2 separate regions of the Sus scrofa genome follow, and region 1 is linked to region 2. Evidence: chromatin contacts called from public HiChIP or PLAC-seq data. All regions are on one chromosome and are shown on one strand. Each heading gives the region's core, a stretch centred on a gene start, on an enhancer-like site or on the middle of the called end of the contact. The rest is flanking DNA. Distances are from core to core; before and after follow the strand shown. Region 1 holds the start of MORF4L1 (mortality factor 4-like protein 1). Region 2 holds the start of IDH3A (isocitrate dehydrogenase [NAD] subunit alpha, mitochondrial).

What was found. HiChIP or PLAC-seq counts read pairs in DNA pulled down with a chosen protein or histone mark.
Region 1: a contact with region 2 is called in an H3K27ac HiChIP or PLAC-seq map of alveolar macrophages. The contact joins the promoter of MORF4L1 here to the promoter of IDH3A in region 2. A contact is called at or near these places in 2 of 47 Hi-C or Micro-C datasets (liver and skeletal muscle) and 1 of 2 datasets of contacts at active chromatin or transcription factors (alveolar macrophages).

What each region holds. Positions count from the first base shown.
Region 1 is chr7:48,047,975-48,051,659 of Sscrofa11.1, reverse strand. It overlaps MORF4L1 (mortality factor 4-like protein 1), which reads right to left and starts at 1,610. Exons shown (of 12, transcript XM_001927741.5): 1 at 1,344-1,610. The coding sequence starts at 1,383.
Region 2 is chr7:47,777,116-47,781,291 of Sscrofa11.1, reverse strand. IDH3A (isocitrate dehydrogenase [NAD] subunit alpha, mitochondrial) reads left to right here and starts at 2,344. Exons shown (of 11, transcript XM_001927338.5): 1 at 2,344-2,454. The coding sequence starts at 2,428.

The DNA of each region.
Region 1 (3,685 bases), core at 361-2,860, 270 kb before region 2:
TCAACCACACTTTAGTAATTTTAAGTAAAGGTAAAAAAAATTCGCAGCTAGAAAACATGTTTTTTAAAAAAGCAATCCATAAAGTCATACAGCTTTTCAAGGTGGTGAGAAAGCAGGTATTGAGAGTCAGTTATAACAGAAACGCCCTTGGAAAAACCTTAAATATTCCATAAAGCTATAATATACTTGGGTTTTGTGCATATGATTCTAAAAGTAATTGTAACGTCCATTAATGTTTGAAAATCCCTACAACAATATTTTTGCCTACACCTCGATATCTATGGTAACTACCACATACACCTATAGTAATGGAAGGGAAATCTGAAGTGTTCTTGCATGCCTTACAGAATTTTACTTCCATTTTAGCTGTCTCCACCTCAATATAAATTAACAGAAATGTTAAATATAAATATTAAAGAGCCGTCTTCCACTGGAAGTCAGGTTCTACCGTCAACCAAGACACGTCCATCAAAAACAAAAAAAACCTTTCCAATCACTGTTAATCAAACGTTACTGCAATGAGTCAAGCAGCTGCAGTATTTAAAAGACGACTACAAGCCAATAGGACTTATAAAGCAAAGGGATGCCTTCAAGGAACACAAAGCCGACCCAGACGCCCGCGGTTTTTCTCTTCTCCTTCTCCTGTCCCCACCCACCTCCCTGCGGAAAGCGCCGGAGAACCAGTTCGCGTACCGTGGCGGTGGAAGAAGGGGGCGCTGCATCTGCCCTAAAGCAGCGTCTGCGGCCGGGAGCCGGGGACCGAGGCGCCGGCGGCCATGATGGGGCGGCCATCTTGCAGCGGCCATTTTACAACGCAGTTCTCCCGCCCCAAGGCGCGAAGCCCACCCCACTGCAGCAGCCCGGCGGCTCCACCGAGTACGACCACCTCGGAGCTCGAGGCCTCCCGGGAGTGCCAGCTGTTGACCGCCCACGCCGCCTGGGGGCCCCGCGCCGGCGCCCGAAACCACTGCCGCTCCCTCCCCTCCCCCATGCCACATCACTTCCCCTAACGGCCGCCATGGCGCACCCATCGCCTCCCTACAATAGGCTACTTTCTCCGCGCTCGCTTCACAACAACAAACACTGCACTATGGCTTTGCCACGCAGCAGCGGATCCCTCTCCTACCCCAACGCCTGCATAATGCTTCCGCTTCACAAGGTGCTTTCTCCTCGTGACGCACCGAAATATCCTGCCGCAATGCGCTTTCCCTGCACAAAGCCTTGCCAGCCGCCTGATCCGAGCGCAGCCCTTACCACCCCCGGCCCACAAGCTTCAACTACCCCGAGCCCGCCTCCATCCCCTGCGCCGTTAGATGCCTTTTTTCCCACGGGCTCAGACTCACCCTCCTGGAATTTAGGCTTCGGGTCCTGCTTCGGCGCCATTTATAAGTGATTCGCCGCCGCCTCCTCCTCCTTCTCCCACCACCCCCGACTACCGCCCCCTACTCTCTACCCCACCCAACTTCGCGTCAGACGCGCCGTCAGGCACCGCCAACTCTACATCCTGGGCCCGATTTGCCAGCGCCCGCAGACCTCACAGCACAGCGACCCGCGCAGCCGCCGCCCTAGCCAACGGTTGCCTGCCGCGCACGCGCCCCTGCGACCGAGCCGCCCCAGGGCACGCCGGGAGTGGTAGTTCCAAGGCAGTTGAGGCGCCACGGGATGGGGGAGGGGCGTTGGCCTTTTCCCATCCCCCACCCCCTGCTGCTCTTCCCCACCCCCACCCGGGGACTGCCTGAGGTTTTTAAAGCCGGATTTGTTTTTGTGTGTTGCCAGGGCGAGAGGAAAGGAGGCCGTGCATCACGTGCGGTGAAAGAATGGGAAAGGCCCAGTTGCGGAGCCCCATGGGCAATAGAGGGCCACAATTATATGGGCTTTGAAATAGCCAGAAATAAAAGGCTGCCTCTGAAGCCTACTTTCAATAGCATCTGAGTAGTTTCTGCGTAGGAAATCTTCACGGCCAGCAATCTGGTCAGAAGTGGGTGGATAATGGAGACTGCGTCTATAAATTTCATTGTTTTAGCAAGCTCACTGCCAGTTTTTTTGGTGCGACTGATGGCTGTTTGTCGGCTCCTACTCCTCCCCTACTCCAGCCCGGGGCCTGCAGAAATGAGGACATAGAGGGAGACACCAGGCAGTCTTTTGTGATAATGGAGTTCAGTCCGCGGAGGGAGGCTAACGTGAATAATCACGACGTCGAGATTCTGCACTGGCCCTATTTGTACACATTCTTGCCACCTAATTTCTTTGAGCTATTATTGAATATACACACAACTTAAACGAATTTCCTTATGTCATTCCCTTGTTCGAAATGTCTGCAGTTTGCTCAGCCGCAAAATAGAATAATAGCACCTTTCCATTGGTTTACTGTGAGAATTTCATGGAAAGGCTTAGGATGGTTCTGAGCAGTGAATTAGTGTGCAGAAAACGTTAAGCAGGATGAATCCCAAAGTCTATAGCTTGGCATTTTAAGTCCTTCCACAAACAATCCCCAACCGTCTCCAGGCCTTAGACTTGTCTCCTTGCCTTTTCTAAACCCTCCCCTGAACATGCTACGCTCCCATCAATTCCAGACCTCTCTCCATTTATCTGACTCCAGTTTCTCCTTCAGTCTTCCTTTAGCACAGCCCCTTTGACCACAGAAACCCACAAAGAACCCTCCTTCCATTTGCACCATCTGGTTTCTATTACTCCCTAGGGTGTCTAAGAAAGGGGCAAGGGCTTCTTGGTGACTCCACCACCACACCAGAACTCTCAAGTACACTTCTTTTTTTTAACGTGTTGAGTACAAAATAGTTCAAAATTAAATAATTCCGAAAAGATTTTAATGTAAAAATGAAGGTAGTGAAAAGTCTCTTTCCCACCTCTTATTCTCATCTGCCCAATGCCCAATAAAGTATTATAGTTGTTTGAGTTTCCTTGCAGTTTCTTTATCCTAGCACCCCCATTGTGTTCTTTCTCCATGTATATTGGAATTATTTTTTTTTTTGCCTTTATCTTTTAGATATACAAGTAATATTTGGGTTCTTCATGATGCAATAATTCAGAGGTATAAAATCCAGGGTGAAACTTGAGGAATCCTTTTATTTTCCCTCCTTAACCTCCCCATCATTTGGCATAAATATTTTTCTATACTCCCTAATTGGTTTTGTTGTTGTTGTTGTTGTCTTTTCCAGGGCCACACCCACAGCATATGGAAGTTCCCAGGCTAGGGGTCTAATTGGAGCTGAAGCCGCTGGCCTACACCAGAGCCACAGCAACACTGGATCCAAGCCGAGTCTGCAACCTACACCACAGCTCATGGCAACGCCGGATCCTTAACCCACTCAGCAAGTGCAGGGATCAAACCCACAACCTCATGGTTCCTAGTCCGATTCGTTAACCACTGCGCCATGACAGGAACTCCCGCTGTTTCTATAACTTTAATCTGGTGTAGTTACATGGGTGTTCACACATGTAAAGTAAAAATTCATCAAGTTGTGCATTTATGAGTAACGCACTTTACCACAACTATATTATACTGTAAAAAAATCTCTAAAAGTCACTTTATATTTTTATTATAAAAATTTCAAATATACAGAAAAGTAGAACGATGCATTATGTATCTCAATTCAACAATTGTGAATATTTTTCTATATTTGCTTTATATATATATATATACATGTATGGTGTGTGTACGTATGAA
Region 2 (4,176 bases), core at 1,095-3,594:
TGGAGGAGCTCAAGGATATATAGCAGGAGAGAATGTGATTTGGTTTCTGGGAGAGACGGGAACCAGGTGCCAGGGGGGCGCTGAGAAGGCAGAGGGAATTTGTGGTTGAGTCTTGGGGGCTGGCTTTCCAAAAGGAACCAACATCTGAGCTGCATCTTGACAAATGGCTGGAATTTCAACAAGTGGAAATGGGGGCAAAAGGGCATTCAGGGAATGGCGGGAGCACAGGGCGGATAAAATATGGGAGGCATTTGGGAGCTGGCCAGGAGCCCTCCTTGGCTGGTGTTCCAGGACTTTGGGTTGGAAAGAGTGGCAGGAAATACAGCTGAAAAAAGACAGTGGTATAAGATGAATGCAAGGGAAATCCAGGAGGTTTTAGGGCCCGATGTGGCCCTGGTCGAGCTGTGAGTGATGGAGAGGGCTGTGTGGAGAAAGGACTGGAAGAGGCAGGTTGGTGGGTGAGGAGGCAGCTGCAATTGCTTGGAGGGCAGGGCTGGCCCTGGAGACAGGGCGGAGTGGGACTGTGGCGAACACTTCAGGGAGGGGCTGCCAGAGCCTGATGAGAGGAAAGCCCCAGGAGAAGAGACCAAGGAGATCCTTCTGTCCTGACAAAGCCACAGACTTAGCTGTGCTTTATTATTTTATCTTATGAAAGCCACTGGCATCACTTCTGCACCTAATTCACCACCTTTCTGGGTGGATGGGTAGCTCCTCTCTGGATGGACCCTTTTCCAGGGTGAGGAGGGGAGAGACTCGGTCTAAGTCACCCGGGTACCCAACTACCCTAGTACCCAAAGATCAGCAGAGCTTTAGGACTGTGTGTGGTTGCTGAGGAGAGGATGAGGAGGAAGGGGAGTAGGTATGTTAGTTCCTCAGAGAGGTCTTCTCTGCCCTCTGTGTTAGATTTGAATAGGTTCTCTGATTTTACCTTCTCATGACTCCTTGCATTCTTGCTTCTTGACACTTAGCACAGTTTTAAATTCCACGTTTGTGCAATACCGGATTGGTACCTTTCTATCCCACTAGTGTGTACGCACCAGCACTTAGAATGCAGTGGGGAGGAGAACGGGCCCTCCCAGAACAAAGGGAAAGCAACATGCAACACCAGCATCTGTGCCGCCTGCGCAGTTCTGCAACAGCGCAGCATAACCTGTATCGATGAGCGGAGGCGTATCTATAACTGTACACTCAGAAATTACAGAAGGCATGTTACCTTATGAGGGGGACAAAGGGACCAAAGTGTAAAAGAAAAAAATAATGGAGGGTATAGGGGCTCAGCCTTTGGATATGAATCCACTGAGCCAGTGCCAGCACGAATAAAAACGCTGCTTCCCGGCAAAAGGGCCTCTGTGTTCTGTCTCCCTGTATGTAAGTCCTGCAACAAGAAGAGTGCCTGGTACCTAGCTGGCACTCAAAAATATTTGTAGAGCTGTAAAGGCAGAAAGCAGATCAATAATTGCAGGGAGCTGGCACTGACTGCAAATGGACACAGGGAACATTTCTATAAGTTCAAAAACTGGATTGTGGTGATGGTTATCCCACGGTTTACATTTACTAAAAATCATTGAACTTAGAGTAAATTTTATGGCACATAAGTTATGCCTCAATAAAAGCTGTTAAGGAGTTTTCGTGTGGTGCAGCAGAGAGAATCCGACTAGGAACCACGAGGTTTCACGTTCAATCTCTGGCCTTGCTCAGTGGGTTAAGGATCCTGCGTTGCTGTGAGCTGTGGTGTAGGTCGAAGAGGCAGCTCGGATCTGTCGTTGCTGTGGCTGTGGCCTAGGCCGGCAGCTGTAGCTCCAATTAGACCCTTAGCCTGGGAACCTCTGTATCCCGCCTTTGAGGCCGTGAAAAAAAAAAAAAAAAAAAAAAGCCGTTAAAAAATAAACCGGATTGTAGTGATGGTTGTGCAACTGTTTACAGTTACTAAAAATCATCGCACTTTGATGCTTATGGTATGTAAGTTATACCTCAATGAAGCTGTTAAAAAATAAATACTTGTGGACCGAGTACATGATCTATCTCCCTCCCTGAGATTGTAAAGTCTATGAGAGAAGTTAATTCCTCAAATCTAGAAGACCGACTGGCATCTAGTGGGCGCGGAACAAACACCCCCCCTAAACAGTGAAATCGATGAATGAAGGAGTGGAAGGACTCCTACCGGAGATCCCGGCGAGTAGTTTCCGGGTCGCGGCTCCGGCCTGTGCTCCGGATGTCGGCGCGAGGCGAGCCCGACGATTGGCCAGCGGAGCCGGCGAGGTCCGAGGGGACCGGGAGCAAGTTCGGAGAATCCCGTAGGCGGGCCGGGGCTGGGCTTCCAGGGGGGGTGGGGCCTAGGGGGCGGGGCCAGGCGGGCGGGCGGGCGGGGCGCAGGCTGTGCGGCTGCGTACTATTGCCGCCGCCGTCGCCGCGGTCAGAGGGAGCGCGATGGCTGGGCCAGCGTGGATCTCCAAGGTGAGCGGGGGGGCAGGCCGGCTTGTGGCCCACGGGCTGGCGGCGTGCTGGGCGGGGGCAGGCGCGCAGGCCTGGACCGGGAGGCGGCGGCGCTCGGCTGGTTGGGAACAGTTACGGAACCTGACCTGGCCACCTGTGTGCCTGGCCGCGTGCAGTGTGTAGGCAGCCCTGTTCCCGGAAGGTCAAGCCTGAGGCGGGGACAGCAGCAAGGTCAAGGCCGGGGGCCCTGGCCCTGCTCCCGGCGATACTCGGGTGCCGCCGTCCGCATCTACCCGGGCAGAAGGCCAGGCCTTGCGCGGAATCTGGGAAGGTCATCGCAGCCGCCGCCCCGGCTCCGCCATCCTGGCCGCTTCCGAGGCTGCGGCCCTGCAGTCTTTTGATCGCTTGGAGTCCCCCGCAACACGGCTAGGGCCTTCCACTCGTGTCTGCTCCAGCCCTGGTCGCGTAACCTCCCTGGCCCGAGGGCACGTGCGTTAGGCTTGGGAGGTTTTCCCAGGTGAGGGAATCCTGAGGTCGTTTTCTTGCCAGACTTTTTTCTCCCTTGGAGCTCTTCCCAGTGAGCTCTTGTAGCTCTTTCCCCGTCAAAGGACACAGGGCATCTTGCACCTTGGAATTGCTGTCTCAACACTTGGGAGAGGGAGACCCGCAGCGCTTTCCTCTCACCTTTCATTAGCGAGAATCCTACGATCTGGAGAGCTTTAGCTCCCCTTGGCAGCTCGGATGCCCGAGCTGGAAAGGGTTTCAGAGCATCGCTGCAATTCATTGGTTCCTCAGTGGAACTAACCGTGCCTGAAAACTCAATTGCTCAAGGTCACACAGGAAGTAGGTATCAGAACAGGTGTCTCTGCGTTCCTAGGTCTAAGTCCCATTCTGCCTGCTCTGTGACCAAGGTCACACACTGACAGGCAGAGAGAAGAATGGGCCCTCGAGCCTCCTGTTGCTCTTAAAGAATGAACCCCTAGGAACCTACCTAAGCAATTTAGTTTTTTTCTATAAAATTTGATACTTTATTCCTCCTTTGAGTTTAAGGCGAAGTCCACATATATATTATTTAGTGAAAAGAGCTCTGCACTGGAATTTAGGAGTCTTAGATTTAAATCCTGGCAGTGCCACTAATTGGCTTTGTGACCCTGAGCAAATTACTTAACATTTCTGAGCCTTAATAAGCCCTTCTGTGAAATATCTATACTTGTTTCATAGAGCTTTTTGAGGATTGGTTCAAATAATGTGAAAGAAACATGCAGAAGGAATTCAAAAATACATATCTTACAGTCTTTAAGCAGACAATTGGGTATCAGTAGTTTTTTTTTATTTCTTTAACTTCTTTTTGTCTTTTGTCTTTTTAGGGCTGCTCCCCTGGCATATGGAGGTTCCCAGGCTAGGGGTCTAATCAGAACTGGAACTGCCAGCCTAAACCACAGCCCCAGCAACATCAGATCTGAGCTACATCTGCGAACTACACCACAGCTCACAGCAATACCGAATCCTTAACCCACTGAGTGAGGCCAAGGATCAAACCCACAACCTCATGGTTCCTAGTTGGATTTGTTTCCGCTGCTCCATGGACGGGAACTCCTCAGTAGTTGTTTTTCCCCCCCGCCCCCCAGTAACTGGGTTCTGCTTTGTTATCCTCTGCATTTACATGTGATTTATGTGTGATGGTACCTTATTTCACATTCGCTCCTGAAGGTAAAGCAACTCGTGTCTCTGTCTAAATAGAAA